Linked DNA regions of Mus musculus: region 2 is linked to region 1. Evidence: chromatin contacts called from public HiChIP or PLAC-seq data. All regions are on one chromosome and are shown on one strand. The core of a region is the stretch at or near the end of the contact, and the rest is flanking DNA. Distances in the headings are between cores, read along the strand shown. Region 1 overlaps Ppp3cc (protein phosphatase 3, catalytic subunit, gamma isoform). Region 2 overlaps Piwil2 (piwi-like RNA-mediated gene silencing 2).

Region 1 (5,719 bases), core at 2,755-5,254:
TAGCCCCTTGGTCAGTGAGATTAATAGTTTGTTTTAGAAAGATAAGATGTACTTTTAAATATTGTCTAGGTTGAAATGCCTTCTTTTAAAAGGTATGCTTAGGGAGAGCACTTGTAATGTGTATGATGGGGTTCCAGATAGCTTTAATATGTGAGTTTATTTTTAGTCATCTATATTTAAAGAACTGTAAAATTAGCCATATGCATGAAAAGTAGGCAAAAGATACCAAAGTCCTCACTGATGATTCATGGATGAGCAGAGTAGACTGGCCGGTAAATACAGCTTACAGCTTGCAGGGACATTATTTCTTTATCAGCAAAGCAATCAGCAGGGAGCCTTTTAATATTTCACAGCAGCAGACTACCTAGGTGATCCTGGCTCTGTAAATTATATTGTTATCAGTATTTATTTGTATAAGAAAATTTGAGTAGCTTGCTACTAAATTAAAATATTTACAGTATAACTGTAAAAACTGTATTTCAGCAACACAGGTAATTATGCTTATTTTATTATGTTACCAGTGGTCATTTTAATTGGTAGGCTTCTAAGAGATTTGTGTATTTTTTTATACTCCTTAATTTTAAAAAATAGTTTTCTATTCTCTATACTGTGAGTGTGTGTGTGTGTGTGTGTGCTTTGCGTGGTGGTAGGATCAAATGCAGAGCCTTGAATATGCTAAGCAAGAGTTCTACCACTGAGCTGTATCCCTAGCCCAATATATAATATCTGTGATTCTAAGAATTCTTTAGGGGCTAAAGAGATGGCTCAATAGTTAAAATCTTTTACTTTTCATGCATGTATACACACACAGTGGTGGTGGTGGTGGTGTTATTTTGAGGCAGCATCTCTTTATATAACCTTGACTATCTTGCCTCTGCCTCTAGTGCAGGGATTAAAGGTGTGTGCTACGACATAGAAGCTTTAGTTTTACTTTTGAAACAGAATCTTTCAATAGCCCTGAGCTCACCAAGCAGGCTATGCAAACAGGATAGTATGCTCTGGAACCCTATCTCTGTCTCTAAGGCACTAGGATTATGTGTGCCTGCCAACCTTTTTTATATGGGTTCTAAGAATTGAACTTGAGACCTTGTGCTTGAAAGGCACTGAACCATCTCACTAGCCCTGTGGTTTGCTTCAGTAAGTTAAAGACCTCAAGCTCACTACCACCTTGAACTGCTTTATAATTTTCTAGTCTTACAGAAATTGTGAATTTTCCTATCTTCTGACATCTGTCAATATTCTTATTCATAGGTAAATTCCAACTGAATTGAATATTAATAGTATTACTGTTCATTGACAAGCTTACAATAGAGTGAAACACAAGTCTAAAGTAATGTAATATTGACTTAATAATGACTATATTATATAATTTTAAAAGGTATTTAGCAAAATTCATATCCCTTTCATCAATTGCTTCCTTAAAATATAAAGCCCACCACTGAAGAACACCAGGAACATGGTATAGTGAAAAATAAACTTTATTTATTTAGCTTATTGTAGAAAGTATTTTCACCCCCTAAAAGCTGTGAGCATGTTGAGAGGAGTCAGAAAGTCTGCAGAAGGTATAAAGGAGCTGAAGTCAGGTTAGTAGTCTGCTCAAGGGTGGCTCAATTCTCATTTGAATGGTTTTGCTGTTATTCTGCACAGGCTCCCTTGAAGTTGTAGATCAGTTTTTGGACTGGGATACTGAGTGTCTGTGGCCCTCAAAAAACAGTGCTTGAGCTTGGGTGACCTGGACTGTACAGTGGTGTTTGCTTTGGTTCAGTTTCTCTGCTTGCAAGTCAGTGGTTTGTGGCTTCTGTTTTCTTTCTCTGTCTCCACCTCTGATCATTCTTTAGTTAAACCAGGGTATTTACCACTTAAGGGAGGTAAACCAACGAGATTTTAATAGGTTGTAAATGCTTATCAAGCCATTTGTGATAGATATGTTGACCTCAAGCACTGGCCTATTTCCTGGATGGTGATTTGTTCTGCCATCTGGTTGACAGAAGCAACACAGTGGCATTGAGGGATCTGGAGATGACACACTGGGTTATCCCAGACAGAATTTGTATTTAGTTTGAAATAATGTTCCATATATGTCATAATCAGTTTGGATCTTCCTTTTTATTTGTTCATCTGCTTGTTTTGTTTAGGGAAAAATATTACGCGTGTGTGCTCATGATGTGTGGGGATGTTTGCATGGTGTGTGTGTGTATATGCATGGGCACACTCGGGTGCATGACGTGTGGGGCATGCATGTGTATGTACATGTGTGCATGCTTTATGTATGCATGCATGGGTGTGGGACATTCATGTGGAAGTCAGAGGACAACTGTGTGAAGGCGGGGCTCTTCCACCTTCAAGTATATTCCTGAGATAGAGCTCTGGTCACCAAGCAGGAACATGAAGCTCCTTTACCTGCTGAGACATCTTACCAGTCCACAATTGTTTGCAATTTGATTTTCATTGTTTACCTTTACAAGTGTCTGAATGATAATTCTAGTATTTAGTGATGGTCAAGGGTAAAGGTCTTTGTAGTACTAACAATAAAGGAGGGGGTGGGAGCCTCTTGACATTCTAGAATCTTGACCCATAGGGAAGAGAACAAGATAGACAAGAGATTTACTTTTTTTGCTTGCTCAGTTATTTTTCTCTCAAACTCTTAAAAAAGAAAAAAAAGGTTAGACTTATTTCACATGTTTCAACAGTCAGAGAGATTCAGAGGAAAGTGGGTATTGTCTGAGAAGGAAGCAGTTATAGGCAGGCACTCATCATGTACTGCTGCTAGGATAATAACAGTTGTCAGATTTTAGGTAGACATTTGCCATCTGGGCCAGCACCAGGAGAGTGTGTAAACAGAGTTGTTAGACATTGCAACGCTCTAGTGTTAAGTTGACTCCAATGCTTACAGTTGCCGTTGACTTAATGTGCTAGAGGGTCTTGTCTTAGACATGAAGCTGAAGGCTTTGCTTTGGGTTTTAATCATCTGTGATGTGTGTTGTGGGTTGCTGTGCTCACTTTGTTTTATGAATCATCGTGCAGACAAGTTGTGGTTTCTCTTTTAATTTTTTGAAAAAAAAATTGATGATTTACATTGTATGTGCTTTGGTGTTTTGCCTGCATATGTATGGGGTGTCAGGTCCCTGGAGCTGAGGTTACAGATAGTTTCGAGGTGCTATGTGAGTTCTGGGAATTGAACCCATTTCCTCTGAAGAGCAGCCAGTGGTCTTAACCTTTGAGCCACCTCTCCAGCCCTTAAAGATGTATTTTATTTTATGAGTATAAGTATTTTGCCTGAATGGATGCACAATACTCAGTGCACCACATGCATGCCTAGTGCAGTGGGTCCCCTGGAGCTAGAGCTACAGACAGTTGTGAGGAGCCATGTGGGTGCTGGGAATTGAACCCAGGTCCCCTAGGGAAGCAGCCAACACTCTTACCCATTGAGTTATCTCTCCAGCCTCTCTCTTTTAATTTTAAAAGACAGCCAGTGTGAGTTTCTTGTGTATTTGTGGGGTAAGGGGTTCATCTCATGGTAGAGCTATACTTCATGCTCAGTGTGACAGAAGAGTGTCTCTGTAGGCTAGCATGCCTGTAACCTTGGATTGTGGAGGCAGAGAAGGAAACCAATGCAATGTTAAAACTAGCTTGGTCTGTGTTCTGAGTTTAGGCCATCCAGGGCTATAATATCAGGAGACTCTACTCAAAAAACAGTCAGAAAAACAAACCACCACCAACCGATCAAACAAAACCAAACCAAAGAATAAGTATTTGTAATTATTGAAAAGCTGGAAAAAGAACATTTTGACTTGAAGGATTAGTCAAGGGCCTGTATTAGTTTTCTCTCCTTTTTCAGATAGGGGTAGACATTACTGGGTATTAAATTTAGGGCTTCACTTATACCCAGCAAGCACTCTACCTCTGACGGCCTTTTCACTTCCAGTAAATGGCCATAGTGCCAGCGAGGCTCCAGCTCTCACAGGTGTACACCACTCTTGGCTACGGGGGAAGCCCCTTTACTTCCCCTTGAACCTGGGAAGCTTGAGATGCTCGAATGGTCTGAGTTGGAAGTGGTGTGGTGTGGCTAAGATGCTTGTCCTTGGAACTCAGTCACATGAAAGGCCACCTACAGGTATTCTCATCAGATGAGACTGCCCTGGGCTGTCTGAGCTGGGGGGGGGGGGGGGAGGCGGGAGGATGGTGGGGGAGCAGTCCTGCTGTGTCTTCTCTGAGCTCATAGTACTGAGTCTATACATGAGAGAACCTATACATAATTATTGTTTTAAGTCACTATGTTCAGGGTGACAAATCAAAGATTGTGGGAAAGAAATATACAAGGAGTTTAGCAGAGGGTGGTCATGCTAGAGCCTCAGCTCTTGGGAAGCTAAAACAGGATTGTCTAGCGTTCAGGGCTGGCCTAGGCTGCATAGAGATGCTGTCTCAAAAGCAACAGCAACCCAAGGATGTTGGTAGCAATATTAACTTATAACAATAAGTAAAAATTTTAAATAGTCTACTTAATAGTAAGAAAATAAGGGGCTGGAGAGATAGCTCAATGGTTAAGAGCACTGACTGTTCTTCCAGAGGTCCTGAGTTCAATTCCCAGGAGCCACATGGTGACTCGCAACTATCTGTCATGGGATCCGATGCACTTTTTTGGTGTGTGTCTGAAGATAGCTACAGTGTACTCATATAAATAATAAATAAATAAATCCTTAAAAAATAAAGAAAATAAATAAACTGATACATTTTTTTCCATAAAGAAAAGATCTGTCTTCAAAAGAAAACAATCAGTTCTGTTATAACCAATGTCAAAATGGTCCCAGTGTACACACATGTAAATAAAGATGATTAAGAACAACAACAACAACAAATTGTAGGCCTGGGGAATATAGCTCATCAACAGAGGCTTCCTAGAGGGAACAAGGCCTTGGATAGAGCCCCAGCATTACCAAAATCCAAAACAGTCAGCAAGTTTAAAAAAAAAAAAAGGAAGGTTCCAGGTGAGCTGATCCATAACTGTAACTGTGTAAATATCAGTACCACAGCGCTTCAGCTGGTCTGTGAGGGAGGACACCCTCATTATGTAACGTTTAAAATCATGGCTTTAGATGGCTTAAAACCTTCCTCTTTAGACCAGTTTGATTTTGAACAACTAGAAGAAGTGTACAGATTGAGCACACAGTATTAAAGCTGCCAGCCCCTCCCTACTGCCTTCAGGGCAGTCTCTGGGCTTCTTATTTTCTCTGTCTCTGTCTCAGGATTTTCTTTTTTAAACTTTAAATGTTGAAACTTAATCCCCAGCCCTCATGCATGCTCTGCCAGCCCTCTTGGATCATGCTATACACTTCATGAATCTTAACTGCTTTTATGATCTTATAGGGACTTAAAAGATTGGTTTTCCTAAGAAGCACCAACTTGTCACTGTAGGCGCACAGTAACTAAAAGCTGAATAAAACATTGGCATCTGTGACTTTATTTTGTCTGTCTCTTCTGTTATGTTAAACTTCAGGTCTGATTCCTGCTCAGCTGTGCACATAGACATATTAATTACTTAAGGAGTGTCCATCTAAAAACTGCTTATATAAAATTTGTTAGCCTTAAATTTGCCTAACCTCTCTGTAAAATACAAGAACGAAGACACGGGAATCTAAGGTACTTTTTTTAAGTTCCAGAATTTTGTAGGCAGATCACACAGTGATGTTACTACTCTGCCAAGGAGGAGCAATTATCCCAT
Region 2 (5,575 bases), core at 1,046-3,545, 99 kb before region 1:
GGAGTGTAGTTTTTCTGCAAAAGTCTGTAAATGAGATTACGCAAGAGTCTCTTCCAGCTGTGGGCTGGTGTTGCTTGGAAAATTTCAAAATCCCAAAGTTTCAGGCTTCCCAAAGTTGGCTTGGAAAAATGTGATAGTCTCACCTGAGTCTAGACATGTAGGAAATTTTCCTAGGGCCTCTGGGCTTCAGTATTTGGGGGAAGCACTGGTTTTCTGTGTTATTTTTTTCCTTCTGTTTCAGAATCTTCAAGTTTCTTCAGGCTTCAGTGGGCCATCCCTTTACTGGGCTCTAAAAGCTAATTTTACTTAACCTTTTCAAATGTGTATGTATCTATTTATGTTTTGGTGTGGTGGATGGATGGTAGGGGACTGAGCAGAAATAGTCATTTTAAATAACAGTGTGCTAGGAGAGCCTCAGTGTGAAGTCCTGAGGAGCAGCGGGGGCTGTGGGAGTCAGTGTCAGCCCTCACTCAGACAGGCCAAGCCTGGGCTCGAAGACAACATTGTCCAGGGAAGCCTTTAGTTTGCTATAGCACCCAGAGGTTGGCGAGGAATAAGGGTTAGGGTCCTCAAATACACCCATGGCTTTTGGAGTCTATGACCAAGGCCAGGCTGAGACCTGAAATGTAAAAGCCATAGAATTAAACAGAACAGACTGAAAAACGAGTCTTAAGTTCCACTTTCTGGATTTCTCTGGAAGTCTTTTGAATTTGTCTGTAGAAGTTGCTGTTCCTAGCACTCCTTTTCTCTTTAGGTAGAACAGATACTTGACCATAATGCCAGAATGTACTTTCTCTGCCTTGGTTTTTCTATGCCTTGTTTTTCAGTTTCAGGGCCAAACAATTGGGCCCTGTGGTGTAAAATAAAAACAATGTATGTGTATAGTTGTGTCTGAGAGAATATTGTTTATTAAGTGGCTTTTCCTTCAAAGAGAAGCAAAAGTTAGAGTTATTCCTTTATTATTGTGCGTGTCAGGGGCAGCACCATTGGGAACAAAGTGATTTCACCCTGAGCAAACTGGGAGACCTACATAGCAATGCATTAAGTTTGTGAATGTGTTTGAATCATTTGGGGCTTTGGGTAAATAAGAACCCTCACCAGCTTACTAAGAGAATACTCTCCACTAGTATATTTTCATCAGGGTGCTAAAAAAATAAATATAATTACTTACTTATTTTATTGATTGATTGATTTTTCAAGGCAGGGTTTCTTTGTGTAGCCCTAGTTGTCCTGGAACTCACTATGTAGAATGTAGACCAGGCTGGCCTCAAACTCAGAGGTCCACCTACTTCTGCCTCCCAAGTGCTGGAATCAAAGCTGTATGCCAACACCACCTGGCTTGTTAGTTTTTCTTTCTATTTTTAAAATCAATTTATTTATTTTTATTTCATGTGCACTGGTGTTTTGCCTGCATGTATGCTTGAATGAAGGTGTCAGATTCTCTGAAACTGGAGTTACAGGCAGCTAGAAGCTGCCATGTGAGTACTAGAAATTGATCCTGGGTCCTCTGGAAGAGCAGCCAGTGTTCTTGACTGCTGAGACATCTCTCCCTTTGTCAGTCTTTCTTAACAGTTACTGTTAGCTCAAGAAAGAACCAGTAAGCTTTCGCCAGAAGTGACCTCTCTACCATTAAGAATTTTTTTTAAGTTACATTTATAATATGTAGGGAGGCAGGGAGATAGAGGTCAGGCCTCAAGGTCCAACACTTGGGAGGCAGAGTCAGGAGGATAAGAAGTTCTCGGTCACCTTTGACTATATATTGAGTTTGAGGCCAGGCTTCAGACATGAGACCCTATCTCAAAAAAAAAAAAAGCACACCAGTAAGATGGCTTGCTGGATGAAGGAACTATGCCCCTAGCCTGATGATATGAGTTCCAGGAACACACACACACACACAAACCCCCAAATAAATGTCCCTGTTAAGTACACTTTCTGGTGTGTCTGTAACCATTGGCCCAGTGACAGTAACCTGCCTCATTGTTTTTATCACTTCCAACCACATGCCTTTACAACCCTGCATTTCTTTACATTTGTTAAAGAAACTCTATGTTTTAGAGGTCTTGTTTTGTCCCCTTCCCCTTGGTTTTTTGAGACAAGGTTTTTGTGGTGGTTTGAATAGGAATGACCCCCGTAGACTCATGTGTCTGTATGCTTGGCCACAGGGAGTAGCACTATTAGGAGGTGTCCTTACTGAAGGAGGTGTGGCCTTGTGGGAAGAAGTGTGTCACTGTGGAGGTGGGCTTGGGTTCAGTTATGAGCACACACATGGTGACTCACTACAATCTGTAACTCTGGTTTCAAAAGATCTGCTGCCTGCTGATCAAGCTGTAGAACTCCCAGTTCTAACAGCACCATGTCTGCCTAGAGGCTGCCATGCTTCCCACCATGATGGCTAAAGCTCTGAAACTGTAAGCCAGCCCCAGTTAAATGTTTTCCTTTATAAGAGTGCCTTGGTCTTGGTGTCTCTTCATAACAATAAAATCCAAAGTAAAACAGTTTCTCTGTGTAGCTCTGGCTGTCCTGAAACTCACTCTGTAGAGTAGGCTGGCCTCAAAAGTCAGTCAGAGACCTGCCTGCCTCTGCTGCTTGAATGTTAGGATTAAAGGTCTAGGCCACCGCGCCCGCCCGGTTTTTCCTCCCTTCTTAAATGAGGAAGTTCTTGATCTCAATCCAGGAAGTACCTTACACTTGCTGTGTTGGCTTTACTCCAGCAGCATTTTGTTGAATGAAGTGAAAAAGAACAGTCTAGGGATGACTTGCTCTTTTATCAAAAAACATTTTTGAAATCCCAGGGTTGAAGCCTGGGATTCACAGAGACCTGGGCTTGAAAAGACCCTGTTTATCATTTTTGAAAATAAGCTTAGTTTTATCTGAGCTCTTTAGTAACTTTTTCTGCCATGGATTTGTTTTTTGGTTTTTGTTTTTGTTCTTTCTAAAATCAAGAGAGTATAAGAAAAGCCAAAGAACAGCCAGGCAGTGGTGGCATATGCCTTTAATCCCAGCACTTGGGAGGCAGAGGCAGGCAGATTTCTGAATTCGAGGCCAGCCTGGTCTACAGAGTGGGTTCCAGGACAGCCAGGGCTACATAGAGGGGGAAAAAAAGAGAGAAAGAAGAAGGAAGGAAGGAAGAAAAGAAAAGAAAGAAGAAAAGAAGGAAAGAGAAACAAAAGCCACAGAATTGAAGAAAATACTATTACCCAAAATACACATAGAATTGTCAAAAAGGAATAGTAGCCATTAATCTGAGCACTCTGGAAATAGAGGTAGACAGGCCTTGTGAATTTGAGGCTAACCTGGTCTACAAAGCTCAGTGGTTAAGAGTACCAATGGTCTCCTAGAAGACTTGGGTTCAATTCCTGCACACACATGGTAACTCACTACAATCTGTAACTCTAGTTTCAGAGGATCTGATGCCTTCTTCTGGCCTCCGTGGGTACTAAGCAAGCACATGGTATGCAGACATGGGCAAAACATCCATATACACACGAGACACACACACACACACACACACACACACACACACACTACAGTAACAATAAGAGGCTGGAAGCATAGTTCAATGATAAAGCCCTGTAGCATCTGTGGAGCTCTGAGTTCAATTCCCCAGTTTCTTTATGCTCCCAAATCTTTAAAAACTCACATGTTTATAATCCCAGTGCTCAGAGGTAGAGGCAGAAGGATCAGTCAAAGGTTATGACCTTAGTTACACAAGGGGTTTCCGGGCCTGAGCTATAAGAGACCTTACTTCAAAATAACCAAAAAGTAATGATGCATCATAAGCAGCCGATGTGAACAGGTTATGTCATATAGGTGGCTCCCACATAGAACATTCTGGAAAAGAAAAACATTTTGGAAACAGAATCCAAAGCAGGGAAAAGAAGTTTTATTTCTGACTGAGATTTAGCCTTCCAAATATGGTTTTGTTTCTAAGAGCTTTGAGGCTGGATAGTATGGCTATATGCCTTTAGGAGGAAAAGGCAGGTAGAACCTAGGAGTTTAAACCTAGCCTGGCCTACATGTCCAGTTCTAGGCCAGCCAGAGCTATTCAGTGAGACCCTGCCTAAGGGGGTAGGGGAAGGAGAGATGGAAGGGAGGGAGGGAGGGAGGAAGAATAAGATGCTCTGAAGGACTGGAGATCTGGCTCAGCAGTTGAGAATGCTTGCTGTGTAATTATTAATTATTAGAATTTGTATCCCAGCACCAGAGAATAAGCTGAGTATCCTATACACACTTTAACTCCAGCTAGTGGGGGTAATGGCAGAAGGGCCTGTGGGGCTTGTGGAATCCAGCCTAGCCAAGAAAGTACAAGTCCCTAGTTCAGAGGAAAGGGATGGATGGACAGTGGCATTGGCCACCTGCGCCCCCTCCTGGTCTCCTCATCCACACACAGGTGTGTGCATCTGCACACACATAAGCACACACAATTCCTAAAGATCTGAGCACACAGGAGACAGAAGCAAGTGGATCAAGTTTATTGCTAGTCTGATCTAGAGAGTTCCAAATAAATAGGGCTAAGAAACAAAGCTCTGATTTAAACTGAGGGATCTAGGGGATCTAGAGGGATGGCTCAATGGTTAAGAGCACTTGTTGCTCTTGGAAAGGACCTGGGTTTAATTCCCAGCACCTACACAGTGACTTACAACTACCTATTACTCCAGTCCCAAAGGATTCAACATCCTCTCTGGCCTCCTTGGGCACCAGGCACGTACTTAGTGTGTGTGATGGTTTGTATATGCTAGGCAAAGGGAGTGGCACTATTAGAAAGTGTGGCCCACTGTGGGCATGGGCTTTAAGACCCTCATCCTAGCTTCCTGGAAGTCAGTCTTCCACTAACAGCCTTCAGATGAAGATGTAGAACTCTAAGCTCTTCCTGCACCATCCCTGCCTGGACGCTATCATGCTCCTGCCTTGATGATAGTGGACTTAACTTCTGAACATGTAAGCCAGCTCCACTTAAATGTTGTCCTTTATAAGACTTGCCTTGGTCATGGTGTCTGTTCACAGCAGTAAAACCCTAACTAAGACAGAAGTTGGTACCAGACACTGGGGTTTTGCTGTGATAGGCCTGACCATGCTTTTGTTTGGAAGAATGTGGATTTTGGGACCTTAGATTTGGAAAGCAGTGGAATGCTTTCAATATGTGGTCTAGAGACTGTTTTTGTGGTATTTTGGTAAAGAATGTGGCTACTTTTTGCCCTTATCTGAAGAGTCTGCCTGAGGTGAAGGTGAAGAGACTCAGATTAATTGCATTGACAAAGGAAGTCTCAGAAACACTCATCATAGATTTGGTTCTCTGGCTAAGTCTCATGAAGAGTATTTTATTTTATTTTTTTCCTTATTTTTTTATTAGACATTTCCTTTATTTACCTTCCAAATATTATCCCCTTTTCTGGTTTCCCCTCCAAAATCCCCCTATTCCCTCCCTCTTCCCCCTGCTCACCAACTCACCCACTCCCACTTCCTGGCCCTGGGATTCCCCAGTATTGAGGCATAGAACCTTCACAGGACCAAGGGCCTCTCCTCCCATTGATGACTAGGCCATTCTCTGCTACATATGCAGCTGGAGCCATGAGTC

What was found. HiChIP or PLAC-seq counts read pairs in DNA pulled down with a chosen protein or histone mark.
Region 2: a contact with region 1 is called in a BATF HiChIP or PLAC-seq map of CD8 T cells, with 11 read pairs. The contact joins two enhancer-like sites. A contact is called at or near these places in 1 of 484 Hi-C or Micro-C datasets (nephron progenitors) and 1 of 115 datasets of contacts at active chromatin or transcription factors (CD8 T cells).

What each region holds. Positions count from the first base shown.
Region 1 is chr14:70,269,871-70,275,589 of GRCm38.p6, reverse strand. All of the region lies in intron 1 of Ppp3cc (protein phosphatase 3, catalytic subunit, gamma isoform), which reads left to right. Among named protein-coding and RNA genes, the nearest start is that of Ppp3cc, 17 kb to the left of the region's middle. Within about 2 kb of position 4,004, at least 22 of the 459 cell types and tissues checked have an H3K27ac peak or open chromatin away from gene starts, as enhancers often do. A contact at or near this core is called in CD8 T cells, where this site is marked.
Region 2 is chr14:70,367,786-70,373,360 of GRCm38.p6, reverse strand. Piwil2 (piwi-like RNA-mediated gene silencing 2) reads left to right here. Exons shown (of 23, transcript NM_021308.2): 23 at 1-884. Among named protein-coding and RNA genes, the nearest start is that of Slc39a14, 19 kb to the right of the region's middle. Within about 2 kb of position 2,295, at least 47 of the 459 cell types and tissues checked have an H3K27ac peak or open chromatin away from gene starts, as enhancers often do. A contact at or near this core is called in CD8 T cells, where this site is marked.